Regions from separate parts of the Callithrix jacchus genome. Here region 1 is linked to region 2. Evidence: chromatin contacts called from public Hi-C data. All regions are on one chromosome and are shown on one strand. Each heading gives the region's core, a stretch centred on a gene start, on an enhancer-like site or on the middle of the called end of the contact. The rest is flanking DNA. Distances are from core to core; before and after follow the strand shown. Region 1 has its middle 11 kb from the start of TRNAV-CAC. Region 2 holds the start of B4GALT3 (beta-1,4-galactosyltransferase 3).

Region 1 (6,179 bases), core at 2,646-5,145, 190 kb after region 2:
TTACAGGCATAAGCCACTACGCCCAGCTTAATTTTTGTATTTTTAGTAGAGACGGGCTTTCACCATGTTGGCCAGGCTAGTCTTGAACTCCTGACCTCAGGTGATCCACCCAGCTCAGCCTCCCAAAGTGCTGGGATTACAGGCATAAGCCAACTGTGTCCAGCTGAACTACAGGTAAAATCTAAAAGGACATACATAATTTTTTTTGAGACAGCCTATATGTCTTTTAAATTAGAAAATATTTTTTTAGGCCGGGTGCAGTGGCTCATGCCTGTAATCCCAGCACTTTGGGAGACCGAGGCAGGAGGATCACGAGGTCAGGATTTCAAGACCAGCCTGACTAACATGGTGAAACCTCATCTCTACTAAAAATACAAAAATGAGCTGGGCATAGTGGCAGGCTCCTGTAATCCCAGCTACTCTGGAGGCTGAGGCAGGAGAATCTCTTGAGCCCAGGAGACAGAGGTTGCAGTGAGCTGCATCCTTTCAATGGTGTTTAAGAGAAATTCCCTTTCTTTGGGATCTTTTACATAAGTGTCAATAAGGAGACTATATATTTAAGAATGTATGTTTTTAGGGCTCCTGCAATCTGACCTTCTTGGCTAAATCGCTCCACTAAGTTTTCATTTACTGTGCTATCACTTGCTGCAAAGAAAGCCAGAACATGGGATATAAAATCTCACTCCTTGGTTCAGAAGGAAGCCTCCGCCTTCTTATACATTTACCAATTATCATGGTACTCGATGGGGAAGGTGACAAAGCGGCAGGGATTTTCTCTCAGCAGTGGTTCATCCTCCACACCAGGGGTAACTACTTTAGTTTTCAGCTCCGCAGGCTCCTAGTAGATTCTCCTAACGGTTTGCTGGCCCCGTCACGGTCCCACTCAGGACCAGGGACATGTTCTCCTTGTTGGCCAGGCTAAGACCCTTCAGCAGCAAGAGCTGCAGTTGCAAAAAATTAGCCAGGCGTGGTGTTGGGCACCTGTAGTCTCAGCTAATTGGGAGACTGATGCAGGAGAATCACTTGAACCCGGGAGGCGGAGGTTGCAGTGAGCCCAGATCGCACCACTGCACTCCAGCCTGGGCAACAGAGCGAGACTCCGTCTCAAAAAAACAAAGAGCTTTAGTTGCTGCGGGTCCGCGATGGGAGTGAGCGGGACGCGGACCAAGAGCATGGTGGTGGCGCGGAAGAAGTTTTTAAAAACAGTAATGCAAACCAGAATCTATGGGAAACGGCGAAGCTTTATTTAACACAGCATTTCCAAAACTTGTTTGAACACAGAAATGTAGTGACTTTAGCATTCTGTGAAACAGAATATATAGGGGCTTAGGGTAGCATACAGGATTTGGAACAGGATATAAATTATAATCCGAACTCTTAGTAGTAACACTGGATGACATTGGGTACATTGTATTTTTTTTCATCTATTAGATACAATTATTCCATACCAACTATGGCATATGGTGGTAATCCTGATGAAATGTTACTTGTCTGAAAAATATAAAACACTACAGATGCTGAAGTGGTTTGGAGAATTTTTAAAAACTCTACAGAAATGCAAAGGTTTTTTTTCTCAGATTTTATAGTAATAGTAGATTTAGGGTTAGTGCTCAGTATATCATTTCAACGGTGTTACATTTGTAAGTCTCTTGCCTTATATCTTTTAAGTTTCTTTTTGAAAAAGTTGATGTTGGGTAATTTGGCTTTTCTCTTGTACTGTAGAAAAACTTTGTCAATAACTGAGAAGGAGAATAGGTAAGAAGGGAGAAAAGGAAGGAATTTTTTTTTTTATTGAGACAGTCTTGCTCTGTCACCAGGCTGGAGTGCAGCAGCGCAATCTTGGCTCACTGCAACCTCCGTCTCCTGGGTTCAATAGATTCTTCTGCCTCAGCCTTCCACGTAGCTGGGACTACAGGTGCGCACACCCATGGCCAGCTAATTTTTGTGGTTTTAGTAGAGACGAGGTTTCACCACGTTGGCCAGGATGGTCTCGATGTCTTAACTTTGTGATCTGCCTGCCATGGCCTCAGGGTGTGAGCCACCTTACAGGCATGAGCCACGGTGCCTGGCCAAGGAATTTATTAATATGAATTTTTTTTCCTGTAGATATCTCAGTATTGTAGATTACATTGAATTGTCCTTTTTTTTCTGATTCTTTGAGACACAGTTGAGATTCTGTTACTGACGATCTGTCTTGGGACATTGAGGCATTGGTGTAATTAAGAGTGTTTATTTATGAGACAGGGTCTCACTCTGTTGCCCAGGCTGGAGTACAGTGGTGTGATCACAGCTCACTGGATCTCCTGGGCTCAAGCAATCTTCCCACCTCAGCCTCTCGAGCACCTGGGACTACAGGCAGGAGCCGTGATGCCCAGCCAATTTTTAAATGTTTGTAGAGATGGAGTCTTACTTTGTTGTTCAGGGTGGTCTCAAACTCCTGGACTCAGTGATCTTCCTGTCTCAGCCTCCCAAAGTGCTGGGATTACAGGCATGAGCCGCTGCACCTGGCCAAGACCATATATTCAAACTTTACAAGTTGTGCACTTTTAAGGTGCAGCAGAACCAGTTATTGAATGACTGCCATAAAGATGGAATAGTGGCCAGGTGCAGTGGCTCATGCCTGTAATCCCAGCACTTTGGGAGGCTGAGGCAGGCGGATTATCTGAGGTCAAGCATTCAAGGCTGTCCTGGCTAACATGGTGAAACACCGTTTCTACTAAAAATACAAAAAATTTGCTGGGCGTGGTGGCACAGGCCTGTAATCCCAGCCACTCAGGAGGCTGAGGCTGGAGAACCGCTTGAACCCAGGAGGTGGAGGTTTCAGTGAGCTGAGATCACACTGTTGCACTCTAGCTTGGGCAACAAGAGTGAAACTCCGTTTCAAAAAAAAAAAAAAAAAAAAAGCTGGAATAGTTTTCTGAATACATGAGTACATGAAAGTGTGAGGGGCTCTTAGTGGTTGTCTAGGTTCATTTGTATGTATGCTCAACAGTAAAAGAGGTATTTTTTTGTATGTTCTTTTTTGTTTGTTTTTCATTACAAAAATTAAAAGAGGCTGGGCGTGGTGGCTCACGCCTGTAATCCCAGCACTTTGGGAGACCGAGGCGAATGGATCACCTGAGGTCAGGAGTTCGAGGTTAGCATGGCCAACATGGTGAAACTTCATCTCTACTAAAAATACAAAAATTAGCCTGGCATGGTGGCACGTGCCTGTAATCCTAGCTACTCAGGAGGCTGAAGCAGAAAAATCACTTGAACCCACGAGGCGGAGGTTGTAGTGAGCTGAGATCGAGCCACTTCACTCCAGACCAGGTGACAGCGCAAGACTATGTCAAAAAAAAAAGGAAGAAAAAGGAAAAAAGGAAGCTGGGCTAGAGATTAAACATTTCACAGAGAAGGAAATACAAATGGCCAGCTGCGGTGCTCATGCCTGTAATCCCAGCACTTTGGGAGGATCACTTGAGGCCAGAACATCGAGACCAGCTGGGCAACATAAATGAGACCTCATCTCTACTAAAAATCAAGTGTTGCCTCTAGGGAGAGAGAAGGAATAATAGGAAGGCATTGGGGGTAGATGATAAACTTATTTGAATATTGTTTTATAGAGTTTATTTTGAAAACATGTATTTTACATAATTATAAAACAAAAATTTTAAAATGATCTATTTTTACAACAAATAGTTTTTTTTAAAAGAAGAAATAGTTGGCTATAATACAACAGCTATTATATAAATGAGTTAATACCTCTACTTCCTCTCAACTTGACAAATTTCATATTGTTTTCTTTCTTGAGATTAAGTCTCCCTCTAGTGGAGACTAGTTTTACAACTAGTCCCCAACACCCAGCACCACAAAGGGAAAAAATCCTTCGCCTATTGCCTCCTGCTGCGGTAAAATTATATATTATAGGTATCAGTCTTGAGAAGGAGGATGTGGTGGAAGATACTGAGCAATGGGGTAATAAAGAGTTGGGACCAGAGTTAACTTTTATCAGGAATTAGGGATATGAGAAGCTCTAAGAGCCAAGATTTGGATTATTCAACTCGGAAAGGGGTTGACTTCATGACGGTAAAAAAATTCCACCACCTTTGCCCAGAAAGAGGTGATTCACACGCTGATATCACTGTGTTCTCAGGGAAATAGCTCCCCACAAGACATTGCATTAGGGAGAAGCCACGGTGAGGAACAGTGATGAGCAGGGCATGAAGAGTGATCGTCCGAAGCCAGATATGATGTCATGAGGGTGAACTCCAGGACCTCCTGTCCTTCAGGATGATCCCACAGTCTCACTGACCGCTCAGGCCAGATTCATGAAAGCTTTGTCTTTCCAGAGACTGATCAGGGCAAAAGGTACTGACAGCCCCTTCAGCTCCCGGCAGGGAGGGGCAAGGACTACCCACATTGAAAGTGGCCCCTTGGGGGATGACAGGAGGATCCTTGTGTCCTGGGCTACCCTAGGTCTCATCTGACCTTGCATAGTGAAAGCTACTCATGGGAGAACTCTCTTATCAGGGAAGCCCTTAGAGTGGGAGGGCTTTCCTAACATCGACTCCCATTTCTGGGAGTATATGCCATTCTTCTCCACTCTCTGCTGCACTGTGGTCTTAGCCTCTGTAGAGAATGTTTGTTGCTTGCCACCTCAGCATATATCTTCCACCCTCTTTACAATTTTCAATAAGAACACAAAAAGAAATGAAGACTAAAAATGGCCCAGTTTCCTAAGATCATTTTCTGATCCTATAGAATCTAATTCCTTAATTCAGCTCTGTGATCCTGCTCTTTTGCATATCTAGCTTGAGAATCCTGTCCAGGGAGGGACTCACTTGAAGAATTATTTCTGCCAATTCCCATATCTTTCTTTGTCTTGCCTCACTTTCTCCTTTAAGAGGTGAATTTACAGACACATTAAAATTCTGGAGGAAAACACTGGGCTAATTAAGTGTGGTGACCCTTCCTAGAAGCAAAATGTAGCATATTTCTGTAGGAGTACATCAGCAAAGAAGACCATTGAGGAAGATATCTCTCTCCAAACATGTCGGTTGCTAAAGGCCAGCCCCCAGACTGTAATTCCTAAAGTAAAAAAAGGTAATGTCAACCTTATATAATAGAATATTATTCAGCCTTGAAAAGGCAGGATATTCTGACACATGCCAGAACATGGATGGAACTTGAGGACACTATGCCCAGTGAAATAAGCAAGTCATGAAAGGACAAATGCTGTATGATTCTACTGACATGAGGTACTTTGAATAGTCAAAGTCATAGAACAGAAATTAGAAGAGTGGCTGCCAGGAGCTGAGGGAAGGGATGATGGGGAGTTATTGCTTAATGAGTACAGAATTTCAGTTTTGCAACATGAAAAGAGTTCTGGAAATGGATAATGGTGACGGTTGCAAAATGATATGAATGTATTTAATACCACTGAGCTCTACACTCACAAATGTTTTGGATGATAAATGTTATGTTATGTAATATTACCACAATAAAAAAATTGGGGGAAAAAAAGCAATATGACCCTTACTGAGGACTGCCAGGAGTAATGAAAGCAGGTAACAGGCCACGCCTGTAAACCTAGCACTTTGGGAGGCTGAGGCAGGTGGATCACCTGAGATTGAGAGTTTGAAACCAGCCTGACCAACATGGAGAAATCCCATCTCTACTAAAAAATACAAGATTAGCCAGGTGTGGTGGCACATGCCTATAATTCCAGCTACTCGGGAGACTGAAGCAGGTGAATCATTTGAACTCAGGAGGTAGAGGTTGCAGTGAGCTGAGATCGTGCCACTGCACTCCAGCCTGGGTGACAGAGCAAGACAGTAAGACTCCGTCTCAAAAAAAAAAAAAAAAAAAAAAAAAAAAGCAGTGAGACTAGAGTCTATCTAGATCAGAATTATTAGTCATATCATCATTATGGAAGTGATTAAATTAAAATGTAACAAAAATGTTTAAACGTATTTTTGCGATAACCAAATATAAAATTATAATAGTAGTACATTTTGCATATGAGAAAATTGAAGCACAGGAAAGTTAAATAATTTCTCCAAGAACACACAGTAAGTTGTAGAACCAGTTACCAAACCCAGGTAGTCTGGCAAACCCCCACACTGGCCTGGTCCTGAAAGCCCAGACCCTAAAACCTGAAATCTCTAGCCTCCAACTAATTTGATTGGTTAAACCAA
Region 2 (5,753 bases), core at 277-2,776:
CAGTGACAGGTACATCATGACAGCCAGCTGGGAGCCCACAAGCAGGGCCAGCGTGCAGGGCCGCTCCAGCAGCCTCCGCAACATCCTGGGGGTGAGATCTAGGAAGGGAAAGGGGAATTCTAGGGGTAGGCAGGAAGAGAGCAAGCCAGCAGAGAGGTCAGTGGGTAGGGATGAAGGTGGTGACAGGGGTAAAGAGGAAAAAGAGGCAGAGAACAAAGTCACAGAAGGGAGCACACAGGTGCACAGTCATGCAAGGAAACAAAATAGAATGTAACCACCAGTATCCCTACCACCTGTCACTTCAGCCCAAGTTTCACTCTCTTCTACCTCCCCCCAAACCACTCCTACCATCTACTGTCAGTCCTCACCCCCAAGAATGTTTACATCATTCAAGTCTCATGTTCATTTCAGAAGTCTCTAGAATACCCCTCTTCCCATTTTAGAGGGGAAGATATAGACTCACCTAGGTTCAAGCTGTCTTCTTGGCGATCATGGGGGCTCCAGGGGGTCCCGGGGGGACAGAGATGTGAGGCATTATCTAAAATTGGAAATGTCACAGAGGGCAGAGAAAGGCTCCATCTAGCACTCCAGCAGCAAATCTGGGACCAGCTGGAACAGAAGTGGTAAAGGATAACTAGACACTTGCACCGCCAGAGATCAGGATCAGGGTGAAGCCGGTTTCCCAGCAGGTGAAGTGAAGCAAAGTGGTTGGAAAGGAAGGGGAGGAGCAGGAGATGGTAGGTCCCTTGCCTCTCTCCCGTGCTACTCTGCAATGACAGTGTCAGGTTCATACTTAATCACCCCCGTACCTCCATCCCAACACGATAGACTTGTTTGGGGAGTGGGGATAGGGCAGCTAATGGAAACAGTTTTCCCCCAGACCAAGAACCCGTTCAAGTGACGACAGGGTCATGACAGGACCGTGGAATGGACTAAGGAGTACCCAGGGTGAAGTAGGAAACAGGCTCCTTCCGTTCTTCCTGGGCACCAGCTCCTCAGGTGCAGGGACCATGACCACCTGGGAGCTGAAAGCAGACAGCCCCGGAGCTCGGCGGAGAGTAGGGTGTGGATGGCGTCCTCTACCTTTTTTTTACCTTTCCCCCGTTCTGGGGGGTTGGGAGGAGGGTTACTGCTGAAGAGAGGGGAGAGGAAGAGCAGGGGCAGAGACAGTCGGGGTTGGTGGAAGGGCTCACCTGGAGGGGCGTGGTCCGCGCTATACAGGGGGTTAAAACCCAGCTCTTTCGGAGCACGCCCATCCCATCCCAGTCTCTAGCTTTTGCCCTACCTTGCAACGTGAGCCCGCCTGGCCCCCGTCCTTACTTCCACCTGGGACCCCGTCCCTGCTCAGGCTCGTCTCCAGGCATTACTCAAACTTCTCACCCTCTCGACTGCCCGAACCTTTATCCCAGACCTCCGTCCCCACGCGTCCTCAGTGTACATACCCGGTCTTTTGCTGCCTGTCGTCACCGCCACCCCGGCAGCCGGGCAAGCATCACTGCCGCCATCTTGGAAGCGGGCGCCGCGGAGGCGGAGCCTCGCGTCATGGGGCGTGGCCTCGGGGCGGAGCAACCCGGGCTGTGGAGGCACAAGGTCTGAGGTACCGCGTGGCCGGGGGCTGGTGCGGGAGCGGCGCCGGAGAGTGTCCGCTTCGAACACGTCGTAGGCTACCCCTTGGGGAGCGGGAGGGGGAGCGGGAGCTCACGTGCACTCCGCAGACTGCTAGTGGGATTTCATTTCCTGCCCCTCAAATTTATAAAAGCAGAAGCTCAAGCCCTTCCTTTTCCTCTGGGCCGAGACTGATCAAGAGGCTAGTGAGCCGGTTTCTGGTGCTCCCGCTGACCTCATTATCACCCTGGGGTTTGCTGAGCCCTCTCCCAGTGTCGGTGGCACCCCCTGCAGCCTAGTGCCACTTAGTATCAATTGTTCCTCACGCAGGCTACAGCGTTGCGGACTGCTCTAGCGCATTTTTGTATTCCCATGGTATCTCGCAGGCCTGGAAATAAAAAAAACGATTAGTTAATAAAACAATGAAACATTGAATGTGGAGGGAAAGGCAGAGTATTCTTTAAAGTAAAATTGTGTTTCCCCAAATATGAGAGTAAAAATGGATGCTCCGTTAATATGTAATATGTTTACCTTATGACAAACACTCCCCCCAGTATACATTGTGTTCCTTTGAAGCAGATGTTCACGCTGAAGAAACAATCAAAGACTTGAATAACTCACAGAATCTGCCTCAGAAAGCCCATGATATTGTGTATCTTGTATGGAGGGAGGGATGTAAACAATATAATGTGATAAATATGCTGGCCTACAAGTGGCAACTCGTTCATACACAGAGATGCCAGAAAGGTTTCCCAGAAGTGAAGGCTAACGGGGAAATCTGAAGGACTTATCTGTAGTATATCCTTCTGCTTTAAAGAGTCTGTTTTCATGGAAGTTATTTTACAATTCAGTATAGGTAACTGATCTGTATGCAAATTCTGTCCTGTAGAGGTTCAATTAACCTGCTACTCCCCACATTGTGGGGAAAAAAAGGCAGCTTGGAGCTGGGCACTGTGTTCACGCCTGTAATCCCAGCACTTTGGGAGGCCTAGGAGGGTGGATCGCTTGAGGTCAAGAGTTTGGGAACAGCCTGGCCTACATGGTGAAATCCTGTCTCTACTAAAAATACAAAAATTAGCTGGGCATGATGGCACATGTCTGTAATTCCAGCTACTTGGGAGGTTGAGGCAGGAGAATCACCTGAACCTGGGAGGTGGAGGTTGTAATGAGCAGAGATCTAGATGCTACACTCCAGCCTGGGTGACAAGAGTGAAACTCCATCTCAAAAAAAGAAAAAGCAGTCTGAGCCTCCATTTTCATATTCATTTCTGTTTTCCTGATCCATGATTACATCTGTTCATGGCTGGGCGCGGTGGCTCATGCCTATAATCCCAGCACTTTGGGAGGCCAAGGCGAGTGGATCATGAGGTCAAGAGATCGAGACCATCCTGGTCAACAAGGTGAAACCCCGTCTCTACTAAAAATACAAACATTAGCTGGGCTTGGTAGTGTGTGCCTGTAATCCCAGCTACTTGAGAGGCTGAAGCAGGAGAATTGCTTGAACCCAAAAGGGGGAGCTTGTGGTGAGCCGAGATTGTGCCATTGCACTCCAGTCTGGGTAACAACAGCGAAACTCCATCTCAAAAAAAAATAAATAAATAAAGTCTGTTCTCTAGATTTTTTCTTGTATTATAACATCTGCTAGTTTCTTCATCAGTTAAGTAAAATCAACAAGGGTTCATTTTTCTCTTAATTTCTTTTTTCCTTCCTTCTCTGTCTCCTTCCTTCCTTCCTCTTTTTTCCTTTCCTTTCCTTTTCTTTTTTCCAAATACCCAGTCTTCGAGGCAAATGTGTTCATTTTTTTTTTTCTGAGATGGAGTCTTGCTCTGTTGCCCCATCTAGAGTCCAGTGGCTGCAACCTTCGCCTCCCAGGTTTAAATGATTCTCCTGCCTCAGCCTCCTGAGTAGCTGGGATTACAGGCACCCACCACCGTGCGTGGCTAATTTTTGTATTTTTAGTAGAGACGGGGTTTCACCAGTTTGGCCAGGCTGGTCTCAAACTCCTGACCTCGTGATCCACCCGCCTTGGGCTCCCAAAGTACTGGGATTACAGGCGTGAGCCACTGTGCGCAGCCTACGTATTTATTTTTATATTGACAAAGACCCTCTCCTTAATGAAACTTTCAACAGGCTCTTCTGACACCTTTTTGACTAGGTCTTGTCCTTAGGCCCTGTCCTGGACCTGCCTAGCCAATTATTGCAAGAATCCTGCCAAATCTGTTTAGGGATAATTCCCTGCCCACTTCTCCATCCACTCCTGATATCTGATCTATCTCATCACCCTCACTTGCCTTCAGGAAAGATCCTGTTAGGTCAAGGTCTGTTTAGCAAGCATCCTCCTAGCCTTGATGTAATTTTCCTCCCATCTACTGACTGATTCTGCTCATTGACTGTTGCAATAGTCCAGAAGAGTCTTCCTTACTGTTTTAACAAGTGTCAGAATAATTTTTTCTTTAACAGTATGAGTGTCATAATTTTACCTTTTTCTGAAAATTACTTTTTTTTTTTTTTGAGATGGAAGTTTGCTCTTTTGCCAGGCTGGAGTCCAATGGCACGATCTTAGCTCACTGCAACCTCCGCCTCCCGGGTTCAAGTGATTCTCCCACCTCAGTCTCCCAAGTAGCTGAAATTACAGGCATGCGCCACCACACCCTGCTAATTTTGTATTTTTAGTAGAACAGGGTTTCTCCATGTTGGCCAGGCTGGTCTCAAACTCCTGACTCAGGTGGTCTGCCCACCTCAGCCTCCCAGAGTGCTGAGATTACAGATGTGAGCCACTGCATCCGTCTGAAAATTAACTTTTAGCAGATGAGCAGTGTTCCAGGCAGAGGACACCGTAAGTGCAAAAGTCTGGAAACAAGGAAGAAATTACAGAGTTTGGAAAATTAAAACTGGGCCCCCAAGGCTGGTCAGTAGAGTGAAGGGAATGTTGAGATATAAGACTGAAGAGGTAAACAGGTGCCAAATAATGGACCCCACAAACCACATTAAAAGAGTTTGGATCTTATACACAGGGCAAGAAGAAGGCATTAATGTGCTGTAAATAGAGAGTGCTGTGATCAGAACTTCAGGACATGTGGAGCACTAATTGAAGTAGTCAAGACTGGAGGCAGGGAGACTATTTAGAAGGTTACTGCAGAAATCCATGAATAAGATGAAGCTCACACAAAGTAGGTAATACCCGTGGGACTGGAGGAAAGAAAGTACCTTTGAGAACTTTCAGGAGGCAAACAGACTTAATTGACTGGATGTGCCAACTTAGGTGTTGGACTCCACGAGGACATCCAGATTTCTAATTTGGACCACTGGGTGGTGCCATTTAATGAGAAACAAAACTTAGGAAGAAGCACATTTTGGGGGAGGGGTGGAGGTGACAAACTTTAGACATAAAGAGTTTGAGGTGCCCATGGAGGCTCAAAATGAGATAATGCTGGGTTTAAATACAATAACAGTTTTGAAACCCATTGGCTGTGTACTGAGCAACACACTCTCTGGATTTCATCTGTAAAATGAACTCTAGTCTTAAGGGGTTTTGTGATAATTAGTGAGATCTATGGAAAACTTTTGAGCACAAGTAGAAGCCAAGACAAAGCCTTGATTTTATTATTATTATTATTATTTAAAAGGCAAAGTCTCGCTGGGCACGGTGGCTCACGCCTGTAATCCCAGCACTTTGGGAGGCTGAGGCAGGTGGATCACCTGAGGTCAGGAGTTAGACCAGCATGGCAAACATGGTGGAACCCATCTCTACAAAAATACAAAAATTAGCCGGACATGATGGTGGGTGCCTGTAATCCTGGCTACTCGGAAGGCTGAGGCATGAGATTGTTTGAACATGGGAGGCAGAGGTTGCAGTGACCTGAGATCTCACCACTGCACTGCAGCCTGGACAACAGAGTGAAACTCTGTCTCAAAAAACTAAAAAGAAGAAGAGAGACAGAGTCTCACTATGTTGCCCAGGCTGGCCTCAACTCCTCAGTTCAAACGATCCTCCCACCGTGGCCTCCCAAACTTGATTTTTTTGTTTGTTTGTTTTACTTTTATTATTTTTTGTAGCTTCTGATATATTATAACTCAAAAAGCCTTGATTTTTTAAGGAGCTCACTGTGTAGTAGAAAAGACAGACTTAAACAGATCATTGAAATGTG

What was found. Hi-C and Micro-C count contacts between places; a contact is called where the count stands out from the background.
Region 1: a contact with region 2 is called in a Hi-C map of induced pluripotent stem cells, with 2.6 times the contacts expected there. The contact joins the enhancer-like site here to the promoter of B4GALT3 in region 2. A contact is called at or near these places in 3 of 3 Hi-C or Micro-C datasets (induced pluripotent stem cells and skeletal muscle).

What each region holds. Positions count from the first base shown.
Region 1 is chr18:21,228,551-21,234,729 of calJac240_pri, forward strand. No RefSeq gene overlaps it. Among named protein-coding and RNA genes, the nearest start is that of TRNAV-CAC, 11 kb to the right of the region's middle. Within about 2 kb of position 3,896, at least 2 of the 16 cell types and tissues checked have an H3K27ac peak or open chromatin away from gene starts, as enhancers often do.
Region 2 is chr18:21,039,308-21,045,060 of calJac240_pri, forward strand. It overlaps B4GALT3 (beta-1,4-galactosyltransferase 3), which reads right to left and starts at 1,527. Exons shown (of 9, transcript XM_078356124.1): 1 at 1,443-1,527; 2 at 944-1,132; 3 at 464-609; 4 at 1-98. The coding sequence starts at 84.